Regions from separate parts of the Zea mays genome. Here region 2 is linked to region 1. A link is a contact called in public Hi-C data. All regions are on one chromosome and are shown on one strand. The core of a region is the stretch at or near the end of the contact, and the rest is flanking DNA. Distances in the headings are between cores, read along the strand shown.

Region 1 (5,666 bases), core at 1,125-3,624:
TCATCAAGAGTCAAATGCAGACCTACGGACCTGAAAGAAGACAACCAATGAGCTTTTATCAACCTAAGTAGAAAGCACATGCAAGAAGATAGTAATTCACCGAGCAATGGCAATCAAATGCAGAACAGCATTAGTCGAACCACCAAGTGCCATAACGATAACCATTGCATTTCGCAATGACTTCTCAGTTATAATGTCCTTGGGCTTCAAATCCATCTTTAGCAACTCTAGAAGATACTTCCCAGCAAGACGGCACTCTTCTAGCTTTAGCGGGTCTTCAGCAGGTGTCGAAGAACTTTGGTACATAATTACAGCAATAATGATAAAAAGAAGTCAAATATATCCTCCAAGCATTTTTATATGAATAAAAACCATATTTCGTGTTTAGTAATAAATGAGAAAAAAATCAAGATATAATTTGCACCTGTATGGAAGGCTCATGCCCAATGTCTCAATAGCAGATGCCATAGTGTTTGCTGTGTACATACCACCACAGGCACCTGCCCCTGGACATGAATTGCGGAGCACATTCTTTCTTTGCTCATCAGTGATTGAACCACTAACATATTCTCCATAGCACTGCATAAAACATCAAAATGCAAACAAGCCTTAGCTGTACAATGTACAATGCCAAAGTGCTTCTATCAAAGAAGTAGAGTTGATGAACAGACCAAAGGTGATAAACATACCTGGAAAGCAGAAACTATATCGTAGGAATTGCCCTGAAAGTGACCAGGCTGCATCAAAAAGATCCACCAGAAATTGTCAATAAGCAGCAGCTCAAAAAAGGCATGCATATTTAACATATTTTATCACTGGTTAAGGACTCCAAACACACGCTGGCAATAGCCAATAATGTTAACCTCAATTTCTAGCATAAATCACTCCACTGTATCAATCAGTTTTTTCAGGGCAAACCGTACCAATGAGTTATTCAGTTCTCATTGTTTACTGCGCTAATGCAATGTCCAGGAAAGCAGTTTGTTCTATCGCAATTCACAAATGTCTTTTGCTTACTCAAGCTAGCCAAACATTCTGTTGAAGAACAGCACATTTTAGAATTAGTAATAATACAGCAAGAGACCAGGGGAGCATTACCTTAATAGTTCCACCATATATCATGATACTAGGTCGATTAAGCCGTCCCATTGCCATTATTGTACCTGGCATCTGCAAACAAATGGCCACTAAATCCAGCTGCAACTAAGATCTAAATGTGCATTAATACAGGGTAGAACAAAGCTAGAAATCTTAACTTCTTCCTACTAGTTGCTAAGCTCGGACTGAACAAACAGGTCCAACTCCAATCACCTCAGCACCCATTCAAACAACAAGCTTTTTGCCAGACACATATGACAGCTCGTTGCTTTTCAGAAAACAATACAATTTTGTGACATCCAGATCCAGAAGAAAACTAATGAGAAAGCCATGTAGCATATAAGAAAGCTCCAGTCCTTGCTGCTAATTTTTATTCCCCTTACTAGAACTGAGCTAAAATTGCACCACCACCTCCAAACCAACACAATCTTAGCAGGAAGTGAACACCAGCGGAGACCAGGATGAGGAATTTAGTGCCTTTCGATTATCATGTAATAATTCAGGACCTTGATATATAGATTATGAGAGCGGCAACATTGGCTCCACTCCATAGTCCCACTGAACTAACTGGTGTACATCACATCTGCAACAGCAGAGATAGCGGAAAGGAACTCACGTTCTTGTCGCACCCAGGTATGGAGATGTTGGCGTCGTAGTGTTGCGCGCCCATGACGGTCTCGATGCTGTCGGCGATGAGGTCGCGGGACTGGAGGCTGTAGCACATGCCCCGGGTGCCCATGGAGATGGCGTCGCTGACACCGACGGTGTTGAATCGGAAGCCGACCATGCCGGCCTCACGGACGCCGTCGCGGACGGCCTCGGCGAGGCGGAGCAGGTGCATGTTGCAGGTGTTCCCTTCGTACCACACCGAAGAGACGCCGACCTGCGGCTTGCGGAGGTCGGCGTCGGTGAGGCCAACCCCGTAGAGCACGGCCTGCGAGGCGCCCTGCGACTTGGGCTCCGTGATGCGCGCGCTGTACTTGTTGAGTTTGGGCTCGTCGGAGACCGCGGCGGCGCGGACGCGCTGGAGGCGGCGGCGGGGAACGGGGCCTGCCACCGGGAGTGAGGGAGAGGTGGGCGCCATGGACTGCATCGCGGCGGCGGCGGTGGCGTTGAGGTAAATGGGTTTAGGGTTTTGGGTTGTGAATTGGTGGATGACGGGGAATGATGAGTGGATGGACAGGGAGCAGAGGGCAAGCGTGCCTGCAGCGGCTGGCGGCGGCAGCAGCCGGCAGGAGGGGAGGAAGGCGACGAGACAGCACAGCCGGGTTGAGAACTGGACAGGGTGGCGCGCCCCTGTTTTTGCCTCGATCTCATATAATTATACCCAACTTTTAGAAAATCGAGACGCTTTTTATTATTTTATCTAAATTGCGTAGAAAACCTGAACTTTTTATCTCTTTCTCTAATCGTTTCTAGGCTTTTGGATGTTTTCCAAGTATTTAAGACTTTTTAGCTCTTTCTTTAGTTGTTTCTGAGTCCTCGCAATGTTTTTTTAAGTACAAGAGATATATAAGAGCAACTCTAACCATTTGTATATAATACTAGTTCTGTAGAAGATTCCTTAAAATAAAAACCTTCTAAAGGGTGGACTAACCCAAAAAACTCTTCAAATTCAAGAGGTTGAGAGCATCTTCAAGAGACTCTTTATTTTTGGCTCTCTATTTGACTTTATATTTACAATTTCATAAAAATTACACTTTATATGTAGCATTTCACTCTAACAGACTATCTATCTAGTTTTGCTAGTCAGATAGCTAGCCAAATTTGACTAGTGAGAGAGACAATTTATAGAGTCGGATAGCTTGATGAGTTAGATAGATAGTCTGTTGGAAAGTTATTTTATTGTTGAATAGCTAAAATTTGGCTTGATAAGCCATTTAACTAATCTAAAATAGATGCTCTGATTGAACGCTAGGAATCTAATTCGTGTCGCCGCGAGTAGGATTGGCAGGTGGTAAAAGGTGCAAGCTGAATTCGTAATGAATATTTTGAAGAATATTTATAGTTCAACTATCTGATACAGAGGATACAATCATGTATCCTTTCCGTCTCACCTTTCTCCTTTGGAGTGACCGATTACCTACAGAATTTTGGCAATCCGAGCCATAAACTTTTGATTGCATTTTTATAAGTTCGATCTGATTACATGATTATTTAATTTATATTGATTTTGTATGAATAATTATTCTCCTAGATTCGCGCAATATGCTTGTTCACAAATACTTGCTTTCATGTTCAGGCATGGCGATTACACTAAAGCATGCTCTCTGTTCTTCCCATCAAGTAAACCAACCACAAAATAGAAACATATTTGTATTTAGTTCCATGGAGTGATCCCTTAACATCTCATTATGGGACAAATGGCCAAAAAATGGTTCTATTGGAAGTCATACAAGAAACAACCAGAGCAAAATAACTGAAGCATTACTAGAACAAGTTGTATAACTGAAACAAACAGTTTAGAAGACAAGTTGCCATACTAGAGCAGAGCCAAAACTACAACCTACCAATAATTCAAAAGGGGGTGAATCAGTACGGCTTAGAAGAACAAAAGCATGTACTAGAATAATCTCACAAGCTTTGTAACCAGATAGCAGCATCAACTCTTACATCAAGCGGCATCAGCTCTTACACTCATGACGACGCATAGGTCTAGAACCAAGTTGGACAAAACATGGAGCATCAACTGTCGTAGAAGTGTGTTGACGCCTTTTCGGAGCGCCAAACACTCAACAAGAACCGTGGCGGTGCTCTCTGGTCAGGCGCGGACGGTCCACGGCCTGGGGCCGGACGGTTCGCGACCTGGCGCAGGGGCTAGGTTTCTCTGCCTGACGGCCGGACGGTGCGCGCGTACGCAGAGGCGGCGGAAGTCGCCGGCGGCGGCCTGGATCTCACTCCCGGAGGGACCCCGTCGGGGAGGAGAGATCCTAGGTGATATCTAGGCTCGGCAGGCCGACCTAGACTCTTCTAATCGGCGTAGAGTCGAAGAGAAGCGAGAATTTAAAGATCGAGAGGCTAAACCTAAACTAGACTAGAACTACTACTAGGATAAAATGCGAAATAGAAGTGTTGTTGATTCAATTGATGATGATTAGTCGGCCGTAATCCTCTGCTTTTATAGAGGAGTGGGGCTGGACCCGTTACCAACAAAACTCTGAGCAAATCCCGCGATTTTCGCCAACAAACACAGCGAAAAACTCGGAACCCTAATCTGTTCTGCGCGTGCGCGGACCGTCCGGCCCACAGGCGCGGACCGTCCGGACCGCGGACCGTCCGGCCTCAGGGCTAGACTGTCCGCACCTCAATTTGGTGCCCAACATATGCCCCCTGCCTTTTGGTGGAGCTGAGCAAACCAAAAGCAAATAACTCGATGTGATTACATCGGTTCTCTTAGGCATCTTGTCACATACTAGGATGGTACTGCTTAAGGAAACACTCATTCAAGGCTTTGGGTAAATCTTTGACTTGTAATGTTTGCAATAAATAGGTGTTACCAGACATTACCCGTTTTACTCTATATGGACCCTCCCAGCTTGGCGACCATTTTCCAAACTTTCGGTCTTTACTCCTTAGAGGCAGGATGGTCTTCCACACCAGGTCCCCTACTTGAAATGACTTTGCTTTGACCTTCTTGTTGTAGGCCCTGGTTACTTTGATCTTGTCCTTTTCTATTGCTCCCAAAGCTATCACCCTCTTGTCGGTCACCTCATCAATATTATCCATCATTGAATTATAATAATCCATGACGGTTAGATCATTTTGTCTGGCGAACCTGACAGCATTCAAGCTTATTTCCACAGGCAACACTGCTTCCTGCCCATATACAAGCTCAAAAGGAGACACTTTAGTAGCACTATGTTTAGATATTCTGTGAGCCCATAAAGCTTCGGACAAAACCTTATGTCAATACTTAGGATTATCAGATATCTTCTTTTTATCAAGTTAATTAATGTCATATTACTAGACTCGGCCTGAGCATAATATGGAGATGAATTAATGTAACACACTGTTTTAAGGAACAAAGCCGGGTGCATCTCATACATGCGCCAAGAAGACAACATATACAATAACAGAGTGTATAGAGATAAATGTCATAAAACATCAGAGTATTTATTACATAGCGGAAGACTTAATACAAAATAAAAGAATAAACATAAAACGAACTAAGGATCGTCGGCGCCAATGTCAACTGAGAAACGCCATCTAGATCAGATCAAACTCCTCGCCTTGTGGCTCCTCCTGAACCACCTGTTCTTCTCCTGTGAGGGGGTGTGAGACAGCAAGAGTGAGCTCACATACGTTCATCGCTCAACAAGTTGTGGGGAATAATGTGGCATGAACTCACCAAAGGTGGGAGTTCATGAAGTGTAAGGCTGATCAATGATATAAAGGCTGAAGCTGAGCATTGCTTTTATAAGTTGGTCAAAATTTTATTAGCAGTTACTAAGTGTAAGTAAATACCAACCCATAGTAATAATAAATAAAAGTAATAGTAAAATAATCCCAGATGCAATGAAATGACAGGTTAAGTTTAAGTTCCATAAATTAATCATGTGAGCGTCCGA
Region 2 (5,759 bases), core at 2,628-5,127, 430 kb after region 1:
TTGGTCACCTTGTCTCCTTCGTGCGCGGTTTTGAGCACGTCCCAAATCTCTTTGGCACTCTTCAACCCTTGCACCTTATTATACTCCTCTCGACTTAGAGAGGCGAGGAGTATAGTGGTGGCTTGGGAGTTGAAGTGCCGGATTTGGGCAACCTCGTCCGAGTCATAGTCTTCATCCCCTACGGATGGTACCTGTACTCCAAACTCAACAACATCCCAAATGCTAGTGTGGAGTGAGGTTAGATGGTGCCTCATTTTTTCACTCCACATATTATAATCTTCACCATAAAAAATGGGTGGTTTGCCTAATGGGACGAAAAGTAAAGGAGTACGTTTGGAAATGCGAGGATAGCGTAGGGGGATCTTACTAAACTTCTTGCGCTCATGGCGCTTAAAAGTTACGGACGGTGCATCGGAGCCGAAGGTGGATGACGACGAAGAGTCGGTCTCGTAGTAGACCACTTTCTTCATCTTCTTCTTCTTGTCGCCACTCCAATGCGACTTGATGCGTGGAGGAGATTCCTCCTTGTGCTTGGTGTCGGACTCCCTTGATGGAGCCTTCCCATGGCTTGTAGCAGGCTTCTCACTGGTCATGACCTCCTTCTTGGCGTGATCTCCCGACATCACTTCGAGCGGTTAGGCTCTAATGAAGTACCACGCTCCGATACCAATTAAAAGTCGCCTAGAGGGGGTGAATAGGCGGAATCTGAAATTTATAAACTTTAAGCACAACTACAAGCCGGGGTTAGCGTTAGAAATAAAATCGAGTCCGAAAGAGAGGGCAAAAACAAATCACAAGCAAATGAAAAGTGTGACACGGTGATTTGTTTTACCGAGGTTCGGTTCTTGCAAACCTACTCCCTGTTGAGGTGGTCACAAAGACCGGGTCTCTTTCAACCCTTTCCTTCTCTCAAACGGTCACCTAGACCAAGTGAGCTTCTCTTCTCAATCAAACGGGACACTTAGTCCTCCACAAGGACCACCACACAATTGGTGTCTCTTGCTTTGATTACAAATGTTGCGGGAACAAGAATGGGGAAGAAGAAAAGCGATCCAAGCGCAAGAGCTCAAATGAACACGACAAAACTCTCTCTTCTAGTCACTATTGCTTTGAGTGGAATAGGGACTTGGAGAGATTTTGATTCACTCTAATTGTGTCTTGTATTGAATGCTATAGCTCTAGTATTGAATGTATTGGCTGAAAACTTGGATGCCTCGAAGTGTGGTGGTTGGGGGGGTATTTATAGCCCCAACCACCAAAGTGGCCGTTGGGAGGGGCTGCTGTCGTATGGTGCACCGGGCAGTTCGGTGTGCCACCGGACACTATCCGATGCGCCAGCCACGTCACCCAACCGTTAGGGTTCGACCGTTAGAGCTCTGACTTGTAGGGCCATCGGATAGTCCAGTGGTGCATCGGACAGTCACTGTTCAGTGTCCGGTGCGCCTTCCGCTCCTGCTCTGACTTCTGCGCGCGCAGTTGACTGTTCACTGTTCACTTTTGCAGACGACCGTTGGCGCAGATAGCCGTTGCTCTGCTTGCACACCGGACAATCCGGTGAATTATAGCGGAGCGGCTCCCCAAATTCCCGAAGCTAGCAAGTTTGAGTTGATCCACCCTGGTGCACCGGACACTGTCCGGTGGCACACCGGACAGTCCGATGCGCCAGACCAAGGCAGCCTTCGGTTGTCTTTTGCTCTTTTTATTTGAACCCTTTCTTTGACTTTTTATTGGTTTGAGTTGAACCTTTGGCAAATTGATATTTCTCCAAAAAATCTGATGGATCTAATATACACAAGCTTATGCTCCATGACAATATTGATCTGCGTCGTGCTGCTCCTATTGCTCGCACTAATCCCAGAGCAGGCTGTGGATCTCACGGTGCACGGTGGCGTAGGGATGGGAGACAAGAAAGTTTGTGGCGTCGGGATCGTTGAAGCCATCGTAGATGCCGACGAACACCTAGCCCTGCTCTTTGGACACCACGATATAGACGCGGTCCTCGCCAGCCTTCCCCTGCACCCACTGCAGCCCAGCAAAACTAACGCCACAGGTGGCGGCGGCATTGACCGAGCCGAGATCCGTAGGCGCGCGACCGCCGTGCGAGAGTCTCCGGCGAAGCACGAGTACAACGCCTCCCATGCGGTCGGATATGGTGGCGCCAGGGATCCGGGGGCGCGGCGGAGGCTGGGTCCACACGCAGGATCCGGGGGCGAGGGCTCAGTGCGGGCACGACTCGGGCTGGGTTAACACACGGGCGGGCGGGCGGGCGCGAGATCGGGGGCGCCATCCATGCCGGTCATCCATGCACGAGATCCGGGGGCGGGGGCTCGGCGGGGGCATGGCTAGGGCTGGGTTCACGCGTGGGCGTGCTCGAGATCAGGGGAGGGGGCACGACGGTCCGCGGGCGTGGGAGAGAGCACGACGGGGCACATAGGGTGCAGACGCCGCAGGACACGGGGGAGCGCGGTCGGGGCGGTGGCTCGTGAGACGGAGGCGACGGGGGCATGGTAAAGCATTGTGAACGTTCACATTGAGTCCTTATAGAGTAGTACAGATTTACAAAGTAGAGGGGAGACAGAGAAATATCAAAACGACGCACGACCCCACTAACAGGCCTATTGGGCCGAGCCCAGTTCACACACGTTGAGGGCTGCCTATCCAACGGCTCATAGCATAAATCTGACGCACCTGCTGTCGCAACCCCCAAAAGTTCGAATTCTCCCTCTTCCCGACCCGCACCCGCTCCTCAGTCCTCCCCCTCTTGATGCAGATATTTTGAAATCTAAGCCACCGCAGCCCGCCCGTCCAGCGCTGCTCTCCGCCGTCGCTTGCGCCATGTCGTCGCGACATGACAAGGAGAAGTCGGTGAACGTACAGGTTCTCCTCCGCTGCAGGTACTTGCCACGGGCAGCCGTCGATTTCTCACTCCCTCTCTCTCGCGCGCAGTCGGTTTCAGCCCCCACACCCCAGATCCGCCGCCCTTTGATCCCCGCGTGGTTGCTTCCGCAGGCCCTTCAGCGATGATGAGCTCCGGAACAACGCGCCGCAGGTCATCACCTGCAACGATTACCAGCGGGAGGTCGCCGTCACGCAGAACATCGCCGGGAAGCAGTTCGATCGGGTCTACGCCTTCGACAAGGTCTGCTGCCCTCTACCTCGTTTCTGACCACGTGATGTGGGAGTTTCAGTGACTGGATGCGTTTCCCCCACCCCATTGATGCTTGCATTTGTTTTTACGGCGATGTGGCTGTGGCTAGTTCTATTTCAGTGTGACCAGTTTAAAATTAGTGAATGATTGGCGAATCCCCACCAGTATTCTATTGTGTTTGTTCCCCTGGTTCATTCTGGGGGGACATTTAATATCTATGGCTGCTTAACAATGAGACCGGTTGCTTGCATCCAAACAAGCTCAATTTGCAGTGCAAGTGTTTAGCTTGTGAATTCAAACAATATTGTTTGACTATAATACTCTTGCTTAATGTGGAACACTCGTAATAAGCACCTGTTCAGGCTGTTCTGCACGTTTTAATTATGCTAGTATAGGCAATCATGTTAAGTTACTATCAAAAGCTTGGGCAATTCACTTATTATATTTTAACACCCTCTCATGTCTAACGTCTCTTGAGTCTCAGATGTGAAATAGGAGCGCACAACAATTTTTTTATTTTAATTGTGCTAATCAGGATTTGAACTCATGACTTTTGGGTGACTTTGATATCATATTAAGTTGCATGTACTTAAGCTGATAGGAAGAGGGCAATTCACTTATCTTATATTTCAACGGCTAGTGCAAGCCGCGCCACAGCTTTACTTTGTTTCAGGTTTGGCTGCCAGGTGCTGAACTGTAACATGCAGTGCCCTATTCCCAGGTTTTTGGACCGACAGCAAAGCAGAAGGAATTGTATGACCAGGCCATTATTCCTATTGTAAATGAGGTTTTAGAGGGATTTAATTGCACCATATTTGCGTATGGCCAGACAGGCACTGGAAAAACATACACCATGGAAGGCGAGTGCAGGAGAGCCAAGGCAAGTCTGCTGTTTTTTATGACTATTATGGTTCCTGGTTGTCTCATTCGCTGGTCACCGATTATGCAAGAATGCTTGCAGAGTGGACCGAAGGGTCAATTACCTGCAGACGCTGGAGTTATACCTCGGGCAGTGAAGCAAATCTTTGATACCCTGGAGAGGCAGAACACCGAGTACAGTGTTAAGATCACGTTCCTTGAGCTGTACAATGAGGAAATTACAGATCTTCTTGCTCCTGAAGAGATATCTAAGGCTGCATTTGAGGATAAACAGAAGAAAGCCTTACCTCTTAATCTTATGGAGGATGGGAAGGGTGGAGTTCTTGTTCGAGGTCTCGAGGAAGAAATTGTTACGAACGCGAGTGAAATATTCTCTCTGTTAGAAAGGGGGTCTGCAAAACGCCGCACTGCAGAGACATTACTGAACAAGCAATCTAGGTCAATCTCAGCCAGTCTTCTTTTGAACTATACCGCTACAACAAACTTTATGTGCTCATTACTACTTTTAACATTTTAGCCGGTCCCACTCTCTATTCTCAATCACTATTCACATAAAAGAGGCAACCCCTGAAGGAGAAGAGCTGATAAAATGCGGGAAGTTAAATCTAGTTGACTTGGCTGGGTCCGAGAACATCTCTCGTTCTGGAGCTAAGGAGGTATTGTATTGTGGAACAAGCTTGAATGCTACTTTTAAATACCTTCATCTCTTAGCATCAATAATATTCTATTCTGAAGTAATGCACTTCCTCTTGACTATAGGGCCGTGCAAGGGAGGCTGGCGAAATTAATAAAAGCTTGCTTACTCTGGGTCGTGTGATTACGGCATTGGTCGAACACCTTGGACATGTTCCTTACAGGTAAGCGGCAGTTGATCATGTAGGTGCAGATACAATAATTGCCGCTTGTTACCTTGCTGAAAGTTCTCCTATCTTTCAGGGACAGCAAACTCACAAGATTGCTGCGTGATTCATTAGGAGGAAGAACAAAGACTTGTATTATCGCTACTGTTTCACCCTCTGTGCATTGTCTCGAAGAAACCCTGAGTACATTGGATTATGCTCACCGGGCAAAGAGCATTAAGAACAGGCCTGAGGTGATATGGCTTCACTTTCTCAGTTTACAACCTTCGTAGTTTCCTTATTCTCGAAGCTATGACTGAAAATGTCAATTGAAAAATAACCTTGTGAACTTATTAGCTCTAACGTTTGTGATTGGATACTGGATACATATGGAAATGTTCTTATTAGATGGCATGCATTTTACTAGGTTGAAGCTGTCGAAGTGTATAAGTGGATTCTACCTCTTTCATTAGCTTAATCTTTTGGGTTGAACTGGTTAGTGTGTCCACTCATGGTATCAGAGATAAATGTCTCGAGTTCGAATCCTAGTAGAGGCTTTATTTGTGCTTCCACCCATTTATTTTCATGTTTGTGTGTTTCTATGTGGCCACGCGTGAGTGAGCATGTTGAAGTGTATAAGTGGATTGTCTACCTTCTCTTATCAACTTAAGCTTTTGGGTTTGACTGGTTAGTGCGTTCACTCTAACAGAAGCGAAATATATGTATATAGCAATATAAATAAATATATTTTCATTTGCATTCTTTATTCACTTATATCCAGCTACCTGCTTAACCTTTCTTTTGCTTCCTAGTAGAGTAGCTGTAATGTTTCGCAGAAGGGTCTTTAGCGTAATGGTTATGGCTTCTGAATAGCACCTTTAGGTCCTGGGTTC

Evidence for each region. A called contact is a pair of places that touch in the nucleus more often than the background predicts.
Region 2: a contact with region 1 is called in a Hi-C map of tassel, with 3 times the contacts expected there. The contact joins the promoter of LOC541861 here to the promoter of LOC100384514 in region 1. A contact is called at or near these places in 2 of 25 Hi-C or Micro-C datasets (ear and tassel).

The regions. Positions count from the first base shown.
Region 1 is chr4:53,926,997-53,932,662 of Zm-B73-REFERENCE-NAM-5.0, forward strand. It overlaps LOC100384514 (Dihydroxy-acid dehydratase chloroplastic), which reads right to left and starts at 2,375. Exons shown (of 14, transcript NM_001177037.1): 1 at 1,715-2,375; 2 at 1,099-1,170; 3 at 690-737; 4 at 425-579; 5 at 101-295; 6 at 1-30. The coding sequence starts at 2,191.
Region 2 is chr4:54,352,927-54,358,685 of Zm-B73-REFERENCE-NAM-5.0, forward strand. LOC541861 (kinesin-like protein KIN-5C) reads left to right here and starts at 3,878. Exons shown (of 20, transcript NM_001349555.1): 1 at 3,878-4,028; 2 at 4,110-4,465; 3 at 4,545-4,683; 4 at 4,787-4,884; 5 at 4,964-5,120. The coding sequence starts at 4,002.